Regions from separate parts of the Sus scrofa genome. Here all the other regions are linked to region 2. The links are chromatin contacts, called in public promoter capture Hi-C maps. All regions are on one chromosome and are shown on one strand. The core of a region is the stretch at or near the end of the contact, and the rest is flanking DNA. Distances in the headings are between cores, read along the strand shown. Region 1 holds the start of BOLA3 (bolA-like protein 3). Region 2 holds the start of DGUOK (deoxyguanosine kinase, mitochondrial). Region 3 holds the start of MOB1A (MOB kinase activator 1A).

Region 1 (2,700 bases), core at 140-2,639, 210 kb after region 2:
GTACCATCCCTTTATCCCCTTAGTCCTGCTCATCCTTAGGCCTTTCCTGATGGCCCAGAGCAGGGTCCTATGTTAGTTAAAGAATCTCAGATCACCTCCTTTAAATGCCCTGTGCACTAACTCTTTCACCAACTGGTCTCAGAGGCCAAGACTGAGTCTGTCCTGTTCTGCAGTCTTCCAGAACTGCCCAGGGCAGGCCCTCCGGAAGATGTGGGTGATGGATGAATGAATGAATCAATGAACAGGGGAAGAACCACGTGATTCAGGGCATACCTATGGATCACCAGCAAAGAAATCTCGATTCTAACACTTAGCAGAAATGCAGGTCAGGAGAAAGATCTGACTTGGGAGGGAGACTGAGTGCTGTATGTGACAGACACTTGATGTTGTGGGCCTGGGTAAGATGGGGTGGGGGGGTTAGGACCTCTCCTGAAGCCAGTGCCCTGGGGGACAAAGGCAGAGGGTAACCAGGTGGCTCGGAAGAAGCAATCACTAAGGGGTCAGGGTGGTTGGCACTGCTGACTCCTTGGGAGAAACCTTCCCTCATCTCAGCTATCTGCAGGCAGTGGCTTTTAAAAACCTAGCAATCTACTGACAAAAATCTCCGGAATGCGGACTGTCCAGGCTGGAAGTCACCAGGAGAATTGCTCGTCATGCCTGGGGGAGGCAGGTTCAAAAGAAGAAAGAATGTGAGAAGAAAGCCAAAGAAGTGGATGAATCAGAAAGGGGGAGAGAAAATTCGGAGAGCGCGTGGGGAGTGCCCTCTGCGGGCTTGCTACTAGGGGAGTGTGGGATTTGGGGAGGGTCAAGGTCACAGAAGCCGGGCGGACGTTCTGGAGCCCAGACCCAGCCACAGTCCCTGGCATGCACGCCGCGACTCCCGGCTATGCCTCCCACGTCTCTGGTAAATCAACACTGCTTGGTCCGTGGCCGCCGTATTCAGAATGTTTGCGCATCCGTTCCCCTCGCCCTCCACCCCCGCCCTGTTCGCGGGAGCTCCCCCAGCCCGCGCCGGGCCTGACACTTCGACTACGCGTAGCCGGGCCCGCTGGATGAACGAACCAACGGATGAGAGAAAGAACGCGGAGGCCCCCGGCTCGGCGCGCCGCCCTCCGCGAGCGGGTGCTCCAGCTCTGGCCGCAGCCCGCCCCGCGGTCTCCCGCCCCGGCGAGAGCAGCCCGGCCCCCGCCCGCGCTCACCCCGCGGCTCCCGCGGAGCAGAGGCGCTGCCGCGGCCGGGCTCCAAGCAGCCATGCCCGGCCGACGCGGCCCGCCGCCCGAGGTCGCCGAGTCTCCCAAAAGGCGCGGAACCCGGAACCCGAGCCACCTCCGCCGTGGGCGAGGCCGCCCCCTGCCGTCTGGAGGCCGGGAGCCGCCCCGCACGCCCGGGGCCCCGCCCTCCGCCTTCTCTCGCGAGCAGCCTCCGCTGCCCAGGCTGGGGACAGAGCCAGTACCCGGGGCTCCATGCAGCCTTCGGACTTCCCCTCGTCCCAAGGACCCTGGTGCCCTAAGTGGACCGCCGCTGTGCCCACTCACCACCCCACACCCTGCTGTTAAACGGAGGGTCTTGGGGGTTCCCGTCGTGGCTCAGCGGTTAACGAATCCAACTAGGAACCATGAGGTTGCGGGTTTGATCCCTGGCCTTGCTCAGTGGGTTAAGGATCCGGCGTTGCCGTGAGCTGTGGTGTAGGTCGCAGATGCGGCTGGGATCCCGCATTGCTGTGGCTCAGGTGTAGGCTGGCAGATTAGACCCCTAGCCTGGGAACCTCCATATTCCACAGGAGCGACCCTAGAAAAGACAGAAAGACAAACAAAAACACAAAACAAAACAGAGGGTCTTGGGTTTCTCCCTCCAGGAAGGAACCAGGGAAGGATTCTAAAGAGGGGAGTCATTGTCAGATTTGTGCTTTAGAAAGATCACTGAGGAGCGGAGACAGTAGGGGGCTGAAATTGGAGAGGAGGACAGAAGTCCCAGCTTCTGTTCCGAAGGAGAGGGGAGACCCAAGGGGAGACCTGGTAGCAGGGATGGGAGGAGTAGATTGAGACACCTGGGAGGAATGGACTGGAGTGACCGGCTGAAAGTAGCAGGGCTGAAGGTGGCAGGGATGAGGCTCAGGTTTCTGACTTGGATAGATGGAGGAGGGCTAGGCGTGGGATGATGGGGATTGACTAACTTGGTTTTGAATTTGCCTCAGTTTAAGGTGCCTGCAGGACACGGCTCAGCAGAGGTGGAGGCTTGGAGTCACAGACCTTGGCATTTTGAGAATGCAGGGGAAGCTGACACTATCAGGGACGGATTGTCAGCAAATCTGCCCCATGTCTGGAATACTTCAGACAGTTCGAAGCAGAAATTCAACCAAGCCCTTTCTCTCTCTAGCAGTATGTGCATATAGCATGTGGTCTGGTATACCGTGAAGGATGAACCAGCTCTTTTTACTCTTGCATTTTGCCTATGCAATCAGTATGTTCACTGCTGCACTTGGATGGGTTGTGTAAGCAGATAGGTAGAAGGTCCCGGAAACAGAGAACCAGGCATGGATTTTTGACATAAGCCATTTTCAGCCTGTCATTTGTGATCTAAGCCTGGCCACAAGGGTTAGATCTTGGGTCTCAGTAATTAATGATCTTAGGGAAACAGAAGTATGTGGGAACAGACGGACTCTTACCAGACAAGAGAAGTAACAACAGCAAAGATAGTAAA
Region 2 (2,700 bases), core at 156-2,655:
TGCGGTTTAATCCCCGACCTTGCTCAATGGGTTAAGGATCCAGCGTTGCCACAAGCTGTGGTGTAGATTGCAGCTCCAGCCCGGACTCAATTCCTGACCCCTGACCCAGGAACTTCCCTATGCCGTGGCTGTGGCTCAGAAAGAAAAAAAACAAAAAGGAAAGGAAAGGAAAGAAAGGTAAGCAGTATTCTTACACAGAAGTAGCTGTGGGAGTGGGAGTGGGGGATGGGATAGACTTTAGCTGCCTGCGACCCACCCAGGCTATCCTGAATAAAATGTACACTCTATTTTTAATTAGATTGTATGGGAATATAGTATACTAATGTCATTTCAGCCATCCCATATAAACATTAATATAGGAAAAAATTCCTGTGCCAGATTTGCAAACAGTTGTCCCAGTCACTGGCCCCGCCCTACTGATTCTGGCAAACAGAATGGTTTCCTAAAACCTCCCTCATCTAAGATTGCTGCCAGAATGCTGGTTTGCCTGTTGCCTCCCGGTTTGACTCTTGTGGAAGGTGGAGGCATCATTTGACAACATTTCATAAATCCTTAGTTCTAAAGTCGTTACATCCATGGGGTGTGGCAGGACAAAGCCTGTTAGGGCCTCATCCGGTGGCAGCAGCTCAGAATTGTCCCTGTCCTTCTGCAAAACACAATTCTCCACCGACTGCTGGATTCCAGTTTTATACATTTATGCATTAGAAAGTCTCTCTTTATCCTGGCTTTTCCCAAGCTTTTACAAATCCCATTCTGAATCCCCACCAGCCACCTCGCCTCCGCCATTGCTCACGCCCACAGAACCCAGTTTATCTGGTTTAAACGAGTTCCACACGCGTCCCTGAGCTTCCACCCTCTTTATCCTTACAGAATATTTGGCTACTATGCAAATTGATGGGGCAAAAGTTTGTTTATCCATTCAAGAAGCAAAATAAGAGGTGGGGTGTAGTTGATGAATTTAACGTATTCAAAAAGGTGCCAGCATTATGCCACGAATTAACAGGGCATGGGAAAACGTTAATTTGTGTAAATCTTCAGGTTGCATCTTCTTCCTACTGAAAACCGTCCAACTTCTTCCTGTGTCAGAATAAAAACCAGACAACGTGGGGGCGGGGGGTGGGGGAGTCGCTTAAAATTACAATTATTTTTGTCTTCAGTTGTGAAATTTATGTTACAGTGATACAAAAAGGCAAAGGCGCTGAGACCGTTAATTTATGTCTCTTTTTAAGTGCTATTTGTCCAGTGAACAAAAAAGAAGGTGCAAATCCTACAGCAGCACCTCTCATCAGCAATCTTCCCCGTTGCCTACATCAGGCGTCTTCCTTTTCGTTACACCCTCCCACGAACATCGCGAGAACAGAGCTTCCCTTTGGCCCCTCCCCTCCAGTCCTCTCAACCCCACCCACTTCCTGCCTGGCGATCGCCTGACGTAGAAGGCGCGCCGGAGTGCGTGTACTGCGCTACCGGGGGCGGAACGGCTCTCGGCGGAAGTGATCGCTGCGTGAATCGTGGGTGTGATGACCGCGCTTCGGCTCTATCTAAGGCTGCTGCGATCATCCTCCAAATCCATGGCTCAGAGCCCAGTCAAGGGCGGGCCCCCCTCCAGGGGTCTGCACGCGGGGCGCGGGCCCCGAAGGCTCTCCATCGAAGGCAACATTGGTAAGGGCCAGAAAGTAGCTGCCAAGCCTCGGCCTCCGCAGAGCAGGTGCTTGAGAGGCTGCAAAAGGGAGCTGGGCTTGCAACCCCCTCCCTCCCCGACTGATGTGGCCGGACTGAGCTGCCAGGCCTTTTCCCCTTAAGTGCACTCTGGGCCTTTGACTCTGATTTTTCAGGCGTCAAGCCTCAGTTCTCTCCCACAGAGACACGTTTATTGGGGCATAGAAGCCACGCAGTCCACAGATAGGACAAGAGTTAGCTTGTTTTGATAGAACAAAATAGAAATAAGGAGCAGGGTGCAAGTTCTTTTTTTTCCCCTAAGATAAGGTTGCTAGGAGTTCCCGTTGTGGCTCAGTTGTTAAGGAATCCGACTTGGAACCATGAGGTTGCGGGTTCAATCCCTGGCCTCGCTCAGTGGGTTGGGGATCCGGCGTTTTCATAAGCTGTGGTGTAGGTCGAAGACGCGGCTCGTATCCCGCGTTGCTGTGGCTCTGGTGTAGGCCGGCCGCTACCGCTCCGATTAGACCCCTAGCCTGGGAAACTCCGTATGCTGCAGGTGCGGCCCTAGAAAAGGCAAAAAAAAAAAAAAAGACAAATAATAATAATAGTAATAATAAGATTGCCAGATTTAGGGGAGAAAAAAAGAATGCCCATTGAAAATAGTGTTTCAGATAACGAATAATGTTTTAGTATGTGTCCCATGCAATATTTGGGACATACACTTAAAAAAAAAGAAAAGAAAAACTAAAATACAGATTTAACTGGGTGTCCTTATTTCACCTGGCAATCCAGTGAGAGACCCACTGGATCTTAAATAAAATGAAAGCAAAGCATTTCAATATAATGTTACTAAATTCTAACTTAAGACTTTTACCTATTAAGCTGCTAAGCCCTGAAAAGGGATTAGCAAGTGTAAAGTATTGAAGACATTCTAGCAGCATACTGAAAATTTCTCATTTTATGCATTCAAGAAATAGCCCTGTGAGCAATTTCTACAATCCCACAGTGGTTTTGTCCCTGAGGACACAGCAGTGAACAGAACAA
Region 3 (2,700 bases), core at 191-2,690, 240 kb after region 2:
AGAATATCCAAAAAGTGGAAATTCAAATGTCCATCAACAAAACAAAGTTTAAAAGAAATAAACAGCCTCACATTTAGGTCCAAAAAGCAAATAAGAATTGTGCATCCACAAACAATTAACTAAACATTAAAAGAAGAAAAAGACCGGAAGGAGGGGGTAGATAACGGTCTAGTAATAAGGAAACTTTAAAATATAAATCGGATTTTTTGATATGGTGATCATACTTTAAAAAAAATCCAAAGAGGGAAAAAGCGATTTAGACAAAGATACTCTTAGTAGTGCTATTTTATAACTGCAAAGTATTAGAAAGAATCCAAATTTCTCACAATAAATGGGGTAAACTGTAGTTATGAAACACTATGTAATTTAATAAAACTTGGAAAAAATGCCAAGTACGTGGGTAATGCCCATAACTAAAAATGGATATGTATTTGCTCATACAAGACATGTTAAAGCAAAATAATAAGAGCCCCCTGAGAATAACACGTAAGGTGCTAGAGCAATGCTTCTCAAAGCTAAATGTGCTTAAGAATCATCAGAGTTACACTTTCCCATTTAAGCCGCACTTGCGCCCAGACGTTATCTCTAAAATAAGAGTCTACCGAGTTAAAACGCAGTTAGCTAATTATACAAATTCACAAAGTGGGCTGGATCAGAATTTGGACACAAGGCCGCCAGCTTAACTTTCAGCTTCTCAAACTGCGGCACTCCACATTTTCCGCGGGGGTAACCGAATACTGATGACAATAAAGGGGGACGTATAGTAGAGTAAAAAGCCAAATCTGTATGGATCGTTACCAAAAGGCTGGAGACCGGAGAAAAATTGGAAGCCCCAAGCGGGGCCCATGGCTCCGCCCCTAGATCATCCCTCTGCCCTCAGGCGCACTCGGGCGGAAAAGTTTCGGCGGCGCCGCCGGCCTCGGGGCCTTCCTACTCCCCAACTTTCTCGCTCCGCTTCCTCTGCCTCGACCTTCACCTCCGTCTGCCTCTGACCACAACCAGGCTTCCCTGCGACCCCGAGCGGTGGCAAAGCAAGAGCCGGGTACGCCAGCCCCGACCCCGGGACCCGCCCTCTCCTCAGGCTCCCACTGGCCCCCTCCACGACCTCGGCCCTCAGCCCCCTCAACCCTGAAGCCCTGGGCCGGGCCACACTCACAAGAGGAAGCTCATCTTCTATCCTCAGAGCGGAGGGGAGGGGCCGCTCGCCCCCGCCGAGGTCAGGATTCGGAGTCCGCGCGGGACTGAGGGGGATCCGAAGGTCCTCAGCCGGCGGACAGCGGATGCCCGCGACGCTGCAGCTCGCAGCCGGGGTCAAGCCGCTGCAAGCAGGTGCGAACTACTGCACCCGCCTCGCCTTCCTCCCCGACTTTACGGACCCGAAATGCGGAACCAGCAAAATCTCGCGAGCGAAAGCTTCGTTCAGCCCCGCCCCACCGAGAGGGACTCGGCACGCCCCTTTTCCTTGGGCCGGCTCCTCCACCTGAGCCAATCAGGGACCTTTACGCCGGGACTTCCGCTGAACAAGTTGCCCTGGACTTGGAATCCTCTGCCTGCGATGCTGATGTGCGTGGTCCAGGTTGAAGCAGCTCTATTTTGTCCCAGTTATCTAGATGTCAGATGGCTATGTGTGCGAAATTTTTTACTTAACGTTAATTTGATTTTTTAAGTTGAGATGTAATTTACACAGCATAAAATTCGCCGTTTTTAAAAATATGCTTCAGTGGTTTTCCCACATATTCGGACTTGTAGAGCGGTAACAATTACCTATTTCTAGAACATTTTCCCATCACTTCCAAAGGAAACGGGTACCCATTAGCAGTCGCTCACCATTCCTCCCTACTCCCATCCCTTGGCGACATCTAGTCTACCTTTTTATATGAGTTTGCCTAATCTGGATATTTCAAATAAGTGGAATTGTACAATATGTGCACAATCTTCGTGATTAGTTTCTTTTACCTGATCATGTTATCAAGATTCATCCATGTTGGAGATCCTGTGTTAGCTCCGCAGGTCAGAACCCAGCATGGTGTGCATGAGGATGAGAGTTCCATCCCTGGACTCGCTTGGTGGGTTAAAGATGTGGGGTTGCCACAAGCTGCGGTGTAGGTTGCAGATACCGGTTGGATCCTGCATTGCTGTGGCTGTGGCCTAGTCCGGTGGGCAGCTGCAGCTCTGATTCAACCCTAGCCTGGGAACTTCCATGTGTCGCAGGTATGGCCCTAAAAAGAAAAAATAGAAAGATTCATCCTTGTTGTAGCAGGTATCTGTTCTTCATTCATTTTTTATTATGAGCACTATTCCATTGTATAAATATACCACATTTTGTTTATCCATTCATCTGTTGATGGACTTTGTGGTTGTTTCCAGCTTGGGGCTATTAGGAATAAGGCCATTAGGAACATTCCTCTGTGGGATTTTGTGTGGATGAATGTGTTCTTTTCTCTTGGGTATGTGCCTGGGAATGACTGGGTCATATACTAACTATGTATTTATCTTTGGGGGGAACTGCCAGATTGTTTTCTAAATTGGATGCACTATTTTACCTTCCACTGGCGAATAACTGAGGGTTTTGCTATTTCCACATCCTTGATAACATTTGTTACTGTGTATCTTTTTTATTATAGCCGTTCTCGTGGGTGCGAAGTGGTAGCTCCAGATTTTGATTTGCATTTCCCTGTTGGCTGATGTTAAGAATCTTTT

Evidence for each region. Promoter capture Hi-C pulls out the DNA fragments that hold promoters and counts their contacts.
Region 1: a promoter capture Hi-C map of liver shows a contact between it and region 2, with 5 times the contacts expected there. A contact is called at or near these places in 2 of 5 promoter capture datasets (fetal skeletal muscle and liver), 3 of 47 Hi-C or Micro-C datasets (embryonic fibroblasts, heart right ventricle and liver) and 1 of 2 datasets of targeted methods (alveolar macrophages).
Region 3: a promoter capture Hi-C map of liver shows a contact between it and region 2, with 5 times the contacts expected there. A contact is called at or near these places in 2 of 5 promoter capture datasets (fetal liver and liver) and 1 of 2 datasets of targeted methods (alveolar macrophages).

What each region holds. Positions count from the first base shown.
Region 1 is chr3:68,882,136-68,884,835 of Sscrofa11.1, reverse strand. It overlaps BOLA3 (bolA-like protein 3), which reads right to left and starts at 1,389. Exons shown (of 4, transcript XM_003481180.4): 1 at 1,200-1,389. The coding sequence starts at 1,253.
Region 2 is chr3:69,090,071-69,092,770 of Sscrofa11.1, reverse strand. It overlaps DGUOK (deoxyguanosine kinase, mitochondrial), which reads left to right and starts at 1,405. Exons shown (of 6, transcript XM_021087369.1): 1 at 1,405-1,659.
Region 3 is chr3:68,851,209-68,853,908 of Sscrofa11.1, reverse strand. It overlaps MOB1A (MOB kinase activator 1A), which reads right to left and starts at 1,440. Exons shown (of 6, transcript XM_021087363.1): 1 at 1,157-1,440. The coding sequence starts at 1,170.